Regions from separate parts of the Drosophila melanogaster genome. Here region 2 is linked to region 1. The links are chromatin contacts, called in public Hi-C maps. All regions are on one chromosome and are shown on one strand. The core of a region is the stretch at or near the end of the contact, and the rest is flanking DNA. Distances in the headings are between cores, read along the strand shown. Region 1 holds the start of ND-30 (NADH dehydrogenase (ubiquinone) 30 kDa subunit). Region 2 holds the start of GAPcenA (GTPase activating protein and centrosome-associated).

Region 1 (5,455 bases), core at 1,862-4,361:
ACCAGACATTCTTTTGCATCACATTGATGCACAGTATCCAGCCAGCGGACAAAAGCCACACGAGAAATTTTAGTGAGAGCAGGGAAACGATGTAGTAGCTGGCTATCAATGTGACTAGTAGTACCATCGATGACCAGTCCAGGTTTACACTAAGAGCCAAGGCACAGACGCCGATGAATCCCAGACACTGAAGGCGGGGACGTTTCCAGCGTATGAATCCTTGGACAGCCACGTGCAGCAAGTAAAAGGGCCAAAAGCTGACGATAAAGTCTCCAAAGTTCTCCAGCTCATCGTTGCTGTCATCCCGACGCCGCTGGGAAAAAGGATACAAACTCCAGCCCTCCGGAAACTGGAACTTTGCCTCCTTGACTATGTGATCCCGCAGCCCATAGATCTTGTACAGGCCCACAACTATATACGCTATATAGACCCCGAAGTAGACGAAAATTTCGCAGCGGGTGAGCAGGGATCGGTCTGGTAACCTTGACATCACTACACCACCGATTTGGACTCTTCATTCCGGGAAAAGATTGCGATAGGGATGTGAAAAACCAGCGAAAATATCGATATTTTTATACCCTTGCTGGAGAAGAGTACCGGCATTTTAATTACATGCATGTACATATTTCTCTCATGTTATAAATTTGACCCATTTAAAAAGAAGTTTTTGTTAATTTTTGGTTGTATTTAATTAACCAATTACGATGGAGTGAACAATAAAAGAGCAGCAGTTAAAATGGTAATGGTATCTACATATAGAACTAAGTCTACAAAACTACCTCTAGAATAGCATCTCTTGCTGCTCTTCCGGACTCAATTTTGGTTTCATCAGGAGATAGGATATGGTTGATGTACATACACTGATGGGACAACATGAAGTTAAACCCTATGCTTATGGCTTCTTAATGGTAACTTATTGATTCCAGCTGAACGTTTGTAAAACCAGAACTCCGAAGGCTTATTTCTAGTTTAGCATATCGTCTCCGTAATTGGCCTTCAATTCCTTCTTGACCTTTTTATTCTGGCTCGTCGTGCGTCGCTGCAGGTGTCTCCAGAGCGTGCTCTTGGGGATCTCGAAGAGGTTGGCCGCGTGGTTTTGGGACATTCCCTCATTCAGGCAGGCATGCACCGCCTTGGCTAATTTGTCGCGCAGCTCATCCTTGGGCGTATTGTCGCGCTTTCGGCAGGACACGAAGTTGGGCAGGCGTCCCTGGGCGGACAGACGAACCTTGTGTCTGTGCAACGTGGACATGGGGATTTGCAACTCACTGCTGATGCTCTTTAAAGAATGTCCATTCTTCAGTCGCTCGTAGGCCTCTTGCAGGGATGGTCGTTCCCGATTGTTTCGCATGTAGGCGGGATTAGTGCGCACGCGTCTCCAGAGGACTGTCTTGGAGATATCAAACCGGTCGGCGGCCTTTTGTAGGCTTAAGCCCTCGATGATAACCGCGTCGGCCGCCAGATCCAAAGCATCGTTGATATCGTCTTTTACCTCACGTTTCAGAGCTGCGAACTGCTGGATTCGCGTTGGCTTGCAATCGGACAATCGTTTGACAGCCTTCGCACTTATGGGGCGACGGATTCGCGTCTTTCCCCCGCCCAACTTGCGGGGCTTATCGTCTATTTCCTCGTCCACAAGTTGGTCGTGCACGTCGTCATCGTCGTCCATTTCAGTACCAGCTTCTAGTTCCATAAGAGGATCGGCTTGCGCGAACTCCTCGTCGATCATTTGTGATTCGTGCTCCTCAGAATCCTCAGCAAGGTCCGCATCCACGTCATCATCGCCCAGGTCCACTTCAGCGCCACTGGTACCCGTTTCATCTGCCTCAATTTTGGACAAACTCGATGCTGACTGCGTTATGGTGAAAGTGCCCGTGTTCTCGGTGAGTATAAATTGGTTGCCGCTGGAACTTCCGTCCATGTGCTCGATGGAGTAGGTGATCTTCGGCGGCTCGTAGACATCAATGTACTCCAATGACCGACTGGAATGGCTGGGCTGGTGTTGAGAACCCGCGAGTGTAGTGGCTGGGACGGAGACCATCGGATGTGGCTCTTCCTCGTCGTCCAGCAGCTCGGCCTCAGCGATTTGGAGTCCTGTAATGGACTTGGCCGACTCCACGGCTAACGAATGGTTCTCTACATCGACACTGGGTGGACTAGCCGATGGATTGCACTCAAAGCTGATGGCAGATTTGATGCCGAGGAGGTTAATGGCCTCCAGGAACTCGGGGAGCGACGCGGAGGGCAGGCTAGTCTCGCCCATGTAAATGAAGGACAGCATGCACTCCAGCAAATCTCCGCGGATGTCGGGCAGCATTATGGTTGCCTCCTGGCCGCGCGGAACGTCCACCAGGAGGTTGCGCATCAGTTCGCTGCAAGTGCTTAGCACGAATAGATGGGCGCGCACTCGAACGCCGTCCCTGGAGGCCAGCACCACCTCGCAGTGCTGATTATCATTACGCAGCGAGCGCTGGATGTCCATTATCGTGGATGAGTGGCCCATCCACTTAAGATGATTCTGCAAACGGCGACGATTGTAGATTTAAATTTCACTTATCCCGGGGATTTGGGAGGACGCGTTTCACTTACCATCTTGTTGTGTTTTGATTTCCAATTGATTTCCAAGAAGTTTTCAATTCTCGCAATTCCAAACGCAACGCGTTGTCACAGTTTTCAGCCAGGGTAGTCGAATGCACCTAAGATCTCGGTATTTCGGTATGTTTTCCATGAGATGTACTTCAAGGAACGTGTTGGTATTTTTAATGAAATAATAAATGAAGTAGTAGGGTACATTTCTTTTTTTTAAAAATCATTTAACCAAATATTCTAGAAAAGTTTTGTGGTTGGTAATGAAGAATAATTGTAAATGTTTTCCATCTGCTGTACTTCAAGGAACGTGTTGGTATTTTTAATTAAATAATAAATCAAGTAGTAGGGTATATTTATTTTTTATATAAATCATTTAAGCAAATATTCCAAAAAAATGTTGAGGTTTTTAATGAAGAATAATTCGGTGTTAACGTACACGAAATACAATAATGTATGTGCGGTATTTGTGTTGTACCGAAATTGTCAAAATACCGAAGTAGGGCTGTCGAGTAGATTAATTTGGCGCACTGACAACCCTAGGCTCCAACAACTATATTGACATTTTAGCATTACATAAATTGTCAAAAACGGAGCAAATTGTTGAATTTATATTGAACAGTTTGTAGAATGGCGGCCTTAATCAGGAATCTGGGTGCCCGTGCCGCAGTCGCCGCTCTGTCGGCCAAACATGGTTGGTAAATGCCTTGCCTCTAGAGCTTCAACTGATCTATTCTAACCCTTCAACAATCAGTGGTGCCCGCTGCTGGATCCACTGCTCTTCGGATGGCCAGTACAACGCCAGTGGAGCCTAAGAAGGCGGATAAGCGTAGGTAAAAGTCGACTTTATCGCGGTGTCAATTACATGTAAGACATTCCACCCACAGCCACTGTCCGCCAGCCGGACGCAGTCGCTCGCTCGCATCTCTCCGATTTCGGGCGCTATGTGGCCGAGTGCCTGCCCAAGTACGTGCAGAAGGTGCAGCTGACCGCCGGCGATGAGCTGGAGGTGCTTATTGCGCCAGAGGGCGTGGTGCCCGTGCTGCAGTTCCTTAAGGATCATCATCAGGCGCAGTTTACCAACCTGGTTGACATTGCCGGCGTGGATGTGCCCTGTCGCAAGAACCGATTCGAGGTGGTCTACAATTTGCTCTCGCTGCGCTACAATTCGCGCATCCGCGTTAAGACCTACACCGATGAGCTGACTCCTCTGGACTCCGCCTGCGAGGTGCATAAGGCGGCCAACTGGTACGAACGTGAGATCTGGGACATGTACGGCGTGTTCTTTGCCAACCATCCCGACTTGCGCCGCATCCTGACCGATTACGGTTTTGAGGGACATCCCCAGCGCCGCGACTTCCCGCTGTCCGGCTACGTAGAGCTGCGCTACGATGATGAGAAGAAGCGAGTCGTCTGCGAGCCCTTGGAGTTGGCCCAGGAGTTCAGGAAGTTTGACTTGTCGGCGCCTTGGGAACAGTTCCCCAACTTCCGCAACGCTAATCCCCCCGCCGAGGTAGTTCCGCCACAGGCTCCAGCCAAGAAGTAATCCGAAGTCGGTTTGTTAAATGGTAATTAGATCAATAAAACGTGATCACTATGAGATGTTTAAACATAATGGAAACGACGGTCTACTTAGCTATTTAGCTTTCTTGGCTCGTTCCTAAACTACTTCCACATGAAAACGCAATTCGTATCAAACCAGAGGGTCACAAGTATTTATTGATTTCCGTATTGTTTACATACATGGTAGTTTACACTGAGAATTAAACGAATTCGCCGGATCTAGCACATCCGAAAACCTCCTCGAGGGCCATGTGCATATACGTACATACATACATAGATATAAAACGTTAAGTAAAACAAGTGTGGGCCACTAGACAATTCGTGCGCCTGCGCAGCGGTGCCCGGCGAAAGTACAGGTGCAAGGACGTACTTAAGTTTAGGCCGGAGCGGATTGGGGTAGTGGTAGTGATAGTTGTACTTGGTGAAAACCTTATCGTAATTCGAGCTTCGAGCTGCACCGTCGTCAACGTTTTATTTTTGTTAGATTTTAGTTCGGTTTTTTTTTTGTACAAGAACATACACATATAGTACATAGATACACACACATAAACATATTATTACATTTAGCGATTTAAAAAAGTTTTCACCCCGCATTCCGACGGTGTTCCAAAAGATTTTCGTTACTTTACAATGGCAGCGTGCATCTGGGCACGGCTCAAAAAACAATTCTCTGGCGCCACCTGGCGCCCTCTCTCGCAGTCCATGTGCCCGGACTCCGGGCCGGATGCACAGTGGGACTGGGACAACAAATGAAAATTTGGGTGCAGTTCGTGAGCGCGCGTTTTTCGCGCTTCCTGCTGACAAAAAAACAAATTCGACAGACGGCCATGTGTGGACCATGTTCCAGAATGAAGGACGAGCAATGCGTGGCTTCTAGTCTGATGGAGGTCAACCTTTCGGCGGCCGTCCTGTCACAAATACAAATATGCGGGCTTGGTCACGGCAGCTCCAGATTATATCGATTCCGTCTTGGTATAATGACGAGCTGCACCCGCTCCACTGCTGCTACTGCCGGCAGAGGAGACGTACGGCGATGCCTTGCCACTGCTGCTGCTCCCCGATCCCGTCGTGCTGCTGCTCAGCTGATTATCGCCCGCTGCCGCTCCACTGGATGCAGCGGCCGCCTCGTTGTTCAGCCGCTCGTGATACTCCTGGAAACAGGGCACAATGCACAAATTCGTCTGGCACTCCGGGCAATGGTATTTCGTTTTGCGGCGCAAAATGCGTCCATGCCCGTCGATGGTGTTCCAACAGAAGTTGCAGCCCAGCGCCGGACCCGGTCGAATGACCGGACAATGACTAGAAC
Region 2 (5,455 bases), core at 1,215-3,714, 5.2 Mb before region 1:
GTTGAAGAACATTTGACGGAGTCTGTTTGACTGTGATGCACACTTCCTTATCTGTGTTCGCCCTTAGCTTAAAGCATCCCCTATCGCGAGGCACTGCGGCATAGGAGTTCTTTGCCACTCGCTCACGGATCTCTAAGGAGACTATGAACTCATACCCAGCCGTGTTTAAAGGATTTCCGCTTACATCGGAGGTTACCGAGTTGGCCATGTCAACGGCCGAATTAAGGCTGCAACTCATGCTGGGCGGATAAGTCTGGAATGCCTTCTGGAAGCAGGCTGCGGGCGAAGATTTTGAATAAATCGGTGGGATGAAATCACTGTATGATCTGACTCACCGCTGACTTGATTAACCGCTTCGGGAATATGGCACCGAAACACATGGCACTGAAACAATGCATCGCCGTGAAGCCAAGTGAATGCAAAGCATCCGTTTTCCACCGTATCCACTGGTCCTCGATAGTACAAGATAATGCTGGATATCTCATAGGTGGCAATAATAGTATTGCTCTCGGCATCGTGGAGGCTGTAATAGCAGCATGATGACGCTCAGTGAGTAATTCAAGGGGCAGTAAAAACTTTACTCACACAACCAGGCCTTCTGAGCAATTGGGTATGCTCACAGTGATCTTCAGGCCCACCGACTTTGAGCCACTATTTAGCTCGCCCATGATGCGATAAACCTCCGTCTCGGATTTTGGGGCATTAATGTTGGCTGCGCCCAGGTAGGTGACTCCGGAAAATATGGTGCAGCCCTGATCGATTTCAGAAACTGAAAGTGAAAAACACATGGTCAATTAAATTTCAATAATTACACTAAACATAGATTTCAGCTTTAGGAGCCTAGGAACACAATATAGAACAAATAATAAAGAACTCTGTGAGTATATAGGCTTTCGTAAAATGAACAGAATTTATAGGCAAATGTACCCCTTAATTTTTGGGATTTTAACTAACTTAAGAGATCTACTCACCCTCCTCGTCGGTGGTGTCGCCCTTCTCCGGCTTCATGGCATCCTGTTTTTCCTCCACGCAGGCGGGGCTAGCGTCTATGCAGTCATAGAACACTGAATGACCCACTCTGTTTGAGCTGGATGCATCGTCGAGGGTCTCCTCGCTTTTGGGCGTGAACAAGGTGCAGGGGAAACGCATCTCGGGATCGACAGATCCCCCGCCGGAGCCCGTGAGCGGTAGGGTCAGGGACTTTTGCTGATGACTCGGGAGACGTTGCGCTGACTTCTCCCCACTGGCAGCTGCAAATATGTTAATTGTCAATTACGCGACGAGCAATAACAAATGCCGAATTATGCGGAATTTTGTTTAAGGAAAGTATTATTATTCGGTTTGTTTGTCGTTGTTTCCATGACAGCGTAGCACTACGGCTCTGCGCCGATAAGATTGCAGCTGGTTAGGCTTAGCAATCGTTTGATGTTTCCAATAGTGGAGCGACCGCGACGTTGTGTGCACAGCTGGCGTTGGGCAACGACTGAGTTTACTTTAGGCTACCCAGGGCAACCCAATTCACCCTCTCAGTTGTGTTTCTTTACTCACCTACGCCGCGTTCCAACTCCAGATCTTTGAGGGCGTCCGTCATCTCGTGCTGCATGTCGCTTAGGTTGCGATTGTGGGCCATGTCCAGAGTGGGCGAGCGATCTCCCCCAGCCTCGGGGGAGGACAGAGCCAGAGCACTCAGCGAAGTGGGCGGTTTGCCACCCACTTCAGGCTGAGTTCCCTCCTGGTTGACAACCTGCTTCACCTGCTCCATGGGACTGGCCACATTGCTGTCGGTAACTATTTCGTACTCCCCGCTGGTTGTTATCGAGGATTCCGAGGACTTGGTGCTCAGATTATCATCCATTCCGAACACTCAAGGTTGCCTCAGTTCCAGGCACTCCCAAATGGGTTACTCTTTGTTGTGTGTGTGATATATTCGGACTTTCTTTATTCTTAAGCCCTACGAATTGCGCATTTTCAGGGCAGGTAAACAAATCAATTTCTGTTCCAAGGCCACGCACTCGTACTCGCACTCGCTTTTAATAGATTTCGTTTTCAATTTGTCCAATTTTCAGCGGAGTCGCATTGTTTGGCTTGGTTCCGCCGTAAATCGATGACGAATCGGTACGGTTTGCTTGGCGTTTTGGGGGCGTACACACACGCGCATGTATGTCACACAGTGCCCAATTCGCGTGGGAACTGGAGGGGTTGGGCCTTCAAGGGGGTGGTGGACGGTGGGGTCGGCGGGGTCAACAGTTTGTCTCTGTAGCCTCTGCGCTTGGATTCCTATGGATTTTTTTGTTATTTTAGTGCGTGCAGCTGCTTTGAGCTTACACTTTGGTTTTTATATTATAGCCTACACTCCGCAGAACTGTAGTACATTGTTTTGACCCTTTATTGTTGTGTTTTTATCGGGTTTTTAGCAATTTTCTTGCAATTTTCCGTCTGTTTTGTTTACATATTTTTTTGCTAGTGATGACCTGCAGTAGGTCGATTCCTATCGAAAGGAAACAGCTGCTTTAACGTTATTCAATACTTCTTTTGAAAGTGTTAATAAGTGTACCTATCGACTTAATCGACTAGTTATTTTCTTTTCTATGCATATTGCCATATGCTTATATGGCAATCTAAATAATCCAATAGCATTACAAAGTTGTCTTTGACTGAAATGACTTGTCTTGAATAAATTTAAATAAATATAAATAAATTTTTAAATTGTAATTCAAAGAACCAAATCTATAAAGGTATGTGATGTATGGAAAATATTGAGAACATATTAAACATATAGTACATATCGAAAAAGTGTCATCGCCGTGACATAATACCCCGCCAGTGTTGCCAAATACTCTGCTACACAACACTACCGCGCGTGCTGGAAAAAAACGTGCGCGTTTATTCGTTGCATTTTGTTAAGATAATTCCTTAAGTCCGGGTACTTCTGACTCCGATTCCGACTCCCAAAAGATGTGGCCGCGATTTGGCATTAAGATTGGCAACAGCACGCTTTGCATCGCCCATGTGCGCGCGGATGGCAAGGCGGAGGTGATCGCCAACAAACAGGGCGACCGAGTGTCCCAAGCGTGCCTTCTCTGGGACGGAGCCTCGGAGATCGAATGTGGCCTCACGGCCAAGCAGAAGATGGCCAACCGTCCGCGCCAGGCGGTGGCGCACAGCTTTCAGTTGCTTCAGCCCAAGGAAGAGCTCACGGAGGAGAAACTGTCCAGTGCGCTGCGTGAAATACCCTGCGACTTTGACAAGGAGGAGCTGGTGTTCCGGATGGAGCACACTGTACCCTCCGACAGGGAGGACCAAGACGATAGAGTTGTGACCAAGGACCTCAGCGCCTATCAGGTGACGGTGGAGCTGCTGCGCGCTGAGCTGGAGCTGGCCCATCAATATCACACGGACGGGGAGCAGGCGCCCATTGCCGTGCTATCCATACCCAGCTACTATCCCGCCTCGGCCTACAAACTGCTAGCAGATGCCGCTCAAACCGCTGGCTTCCATGTGGCCCAGATTATAACCGAACCCACGGCCGCCGTTCTAGGCTATAGCATCGGCGAGGAGCAGACGGAACAGCGCCGCCATGTGCTGACAATCAAATGCGGTGGCTTATATAGCGACATCGCATTCTACTCCGTCCAAAATGGCCTGTTCGTTCAGCTGGCCACTTTCGGACCCTTCCCCATCGGTGGCCGGCAATTCACCGAGGCCTTGGTGCAGTTTATTTGCGAGGAGTTCCGTCGCAAGTACAAGCTAGATCCGCATGAGTCTCGCCGCTCAGTGGCCAAAATACGCACTGCCGCCGCCAATTGCAAACACATCCTGACCACGATGCCTTCCACGCAACTTTATATCGACTCCCTGATGGACGGCGTTGATTACAATGCCCAGATGTCGCGTGCTCGCTTCGAGAGCCTCATACAGCCAGTGATCAATAACCTCATCCAGCAGCTAGGCGAGTGTGTGGAGCAGGCGCAAAAGGAGCATCCCGGGTTGAGTAAAATAGATGACATCGTTCTACTAGGCGCCACAATGCAAATCCCCAAGCTTCAGGCGGCAGTGGGAGCCCGCTTCCCGGATGCCAAGCTCCACAACAGCCATTCGGCGGACGAGGTTGTGGCCATCGGCTGCGCGCGCCAAGCTGTGTGCCTGATTGACCCCCTCGAACAGCAGCTTCACAAGGAGGAGGATTGCGTGGTGGCTGAGGATGACCTCTTCATTTGGCACGGTAATGACGAATCCAACGCCAAATTGGTCCTGGGCAGGGGGAGCGTTCTGCCTGCCAAAATACGGATATCACTGCCCCAATCAGAGGAGGGAAAGGGTGACGACGTAAGCAAAGCAGCTGCTTCGTTTAAGCTGCGCACCGGGGAGAGCGAGATCCTGGCCCGTCTGCCCGACAGCACGATACCGGAGGATGGGCTTTACCAGCTAGAGGTTGAGGTAGATGTGGACGATAAGGACGGCAACGTGGTGCCGCTGGTGCGACTGCGCTGCATGTGAGAGCCGGATTGTGAACCGGAACCGGTGCGATGTCGCCTAGACTATTTATTGTTGCTAGCCTAATGATTACAATACAAAAACTTAATAAAGATAAATACGCAAGCGGCAAACGAGAAAGTGTATGCATACTGAAATATTCATTAACCTTTTATTTTCTTATGTTAGTTTGTAAAATTAGAATCAAAACTGCAAGCTGGCAGATTTCTGGCTGCGCTCCAGTTTTCGCAGGAACTCCTCGAAAACCACGACACCCTTGAACATGCTAGTCTTCTTGTGATCCTTGATGCGGCTCTTATCCTCCGGCGCCTCCATGTAGCTCTTGCTCTTATCATCGAAAGCGTTGATCTCGTGAAGCAACTGGGTGATCGTCGGCACTGTGGTGGGATCAAACTTGGCCACAGCACTCACACTAAACGGAACGCACACTTTTCCAGTGGCTGGATGAATGCAAAACGGTGCCTTTAGCAAATGATTGAATCCCCTAGTGACATTGATGTCCAAACGAGGATAGAGCAGTCCAAGCTGGATTTCGGCTACAATGTTCTTCAGCTTGCGACTCCAGGCACTTGTCGTGGATGTTCTCATAGAGTTGGCGTACTTAATGAAGCTCTCCCAAACGAGTCGCGAGTGTGCTCCATCCTCCAAATTCTTTTGCATATAAGATTCTAGTTCGCCACGCGCAGCGTCATCGTGGACCATGTTAAGAAGTTTGGTAACTCCCTTGGGAGTTCCAAAAAGATTCTGATCCTCTAGTACAATCTCCTCGAACATGGGCTCCACTATCTTTAAGGCTCTCTTTAGGCTATGATGCGGTCGGTCTCCCATTGAACATCTGGGTGAATTGCCGCCCGCGAAACTGGCATAGGTAATAATGTTAAGGTATTCCGCCACAGCATAGCGACCACGTCCGTCCAAGTGACGGGCTTGGTAGTCGCAAACCCAGCAATGGATACCTCGT

What was found. Hi-C and Micro-C count contacts between places; a contact is called where the count stands out from the background.
Region 2: a contact with region 1 is called in a Hi-C map of the Kc167 cell line, with 2.9 times the contacts expected there. A contact is called at or near these places in 2 of 107 Hi-C or Micro-C datasets (the Kc167 cell line and embryo).

Annotation. Positions count from the first base shown.
Region 1 is chr3L:3,157,234-3,162,688 of dm6, reverse strand. ND-30 (NADH dehydrogenase (ubiquinone) 30 kDa subunit) reads left to right here and starts at 3,111. Exons shown (of 3, transcript NM_139518.3): 1 at 3,111-3,280; 2 at 3,341-3,415; 3 at 3,474-4,204. The coding sequence starts at 3,217. The coding sequence ends at 4,132. It overlaps BtbVII (BTB-protein-VII), which reads right to left. Exons shown (of 7, transcript NM_139517.3): 7 at 4,281-5,455. The coding sequence ends at 5,103. It overlaps CG15812, which reads right to left and starts at 2,698. Exons shown (of 2, transcript NM_079173.5): 1 at 2,590-2,698; 2 at 670-2,518. The coding sequence starts at 2,592. The coding sequence ends at 965. rasp reads right to left here and starts at 509. Exons shown (of 1, transcript NM_079174.2): 1 at 1-509. The coding sequence starts at 490.
Region 2 is chr3L:8,343,570-8,349,024 of dm6, reverse strand. GAPcenA (GTPase activating protein and centrosome-associated) reads right to left here and starts at 2,464. Exons shown (of 9, transcript NM_001104079.4): 1 at 1,549-2,464; 2 at 972-1,250; 3 at 586-769; 4 at 336-523; 5 at 1-276. The coding sequence starts at 1,855. It overlaps CG7182, which reads left to right and starts at 2,643. Exons shown (of 1, transcript NM_001300050.1): 1 at 2,643-4,604. The coding sequence starts at 2,956. The coding sequence ends at 4,497. It overlaps Prim1 (DNA primase subunit 1), which reads right to left. Exons shown (of 3, transcript NM_079248.4): 3 at 4,621-5,455. The coding sequence ends at 4,678.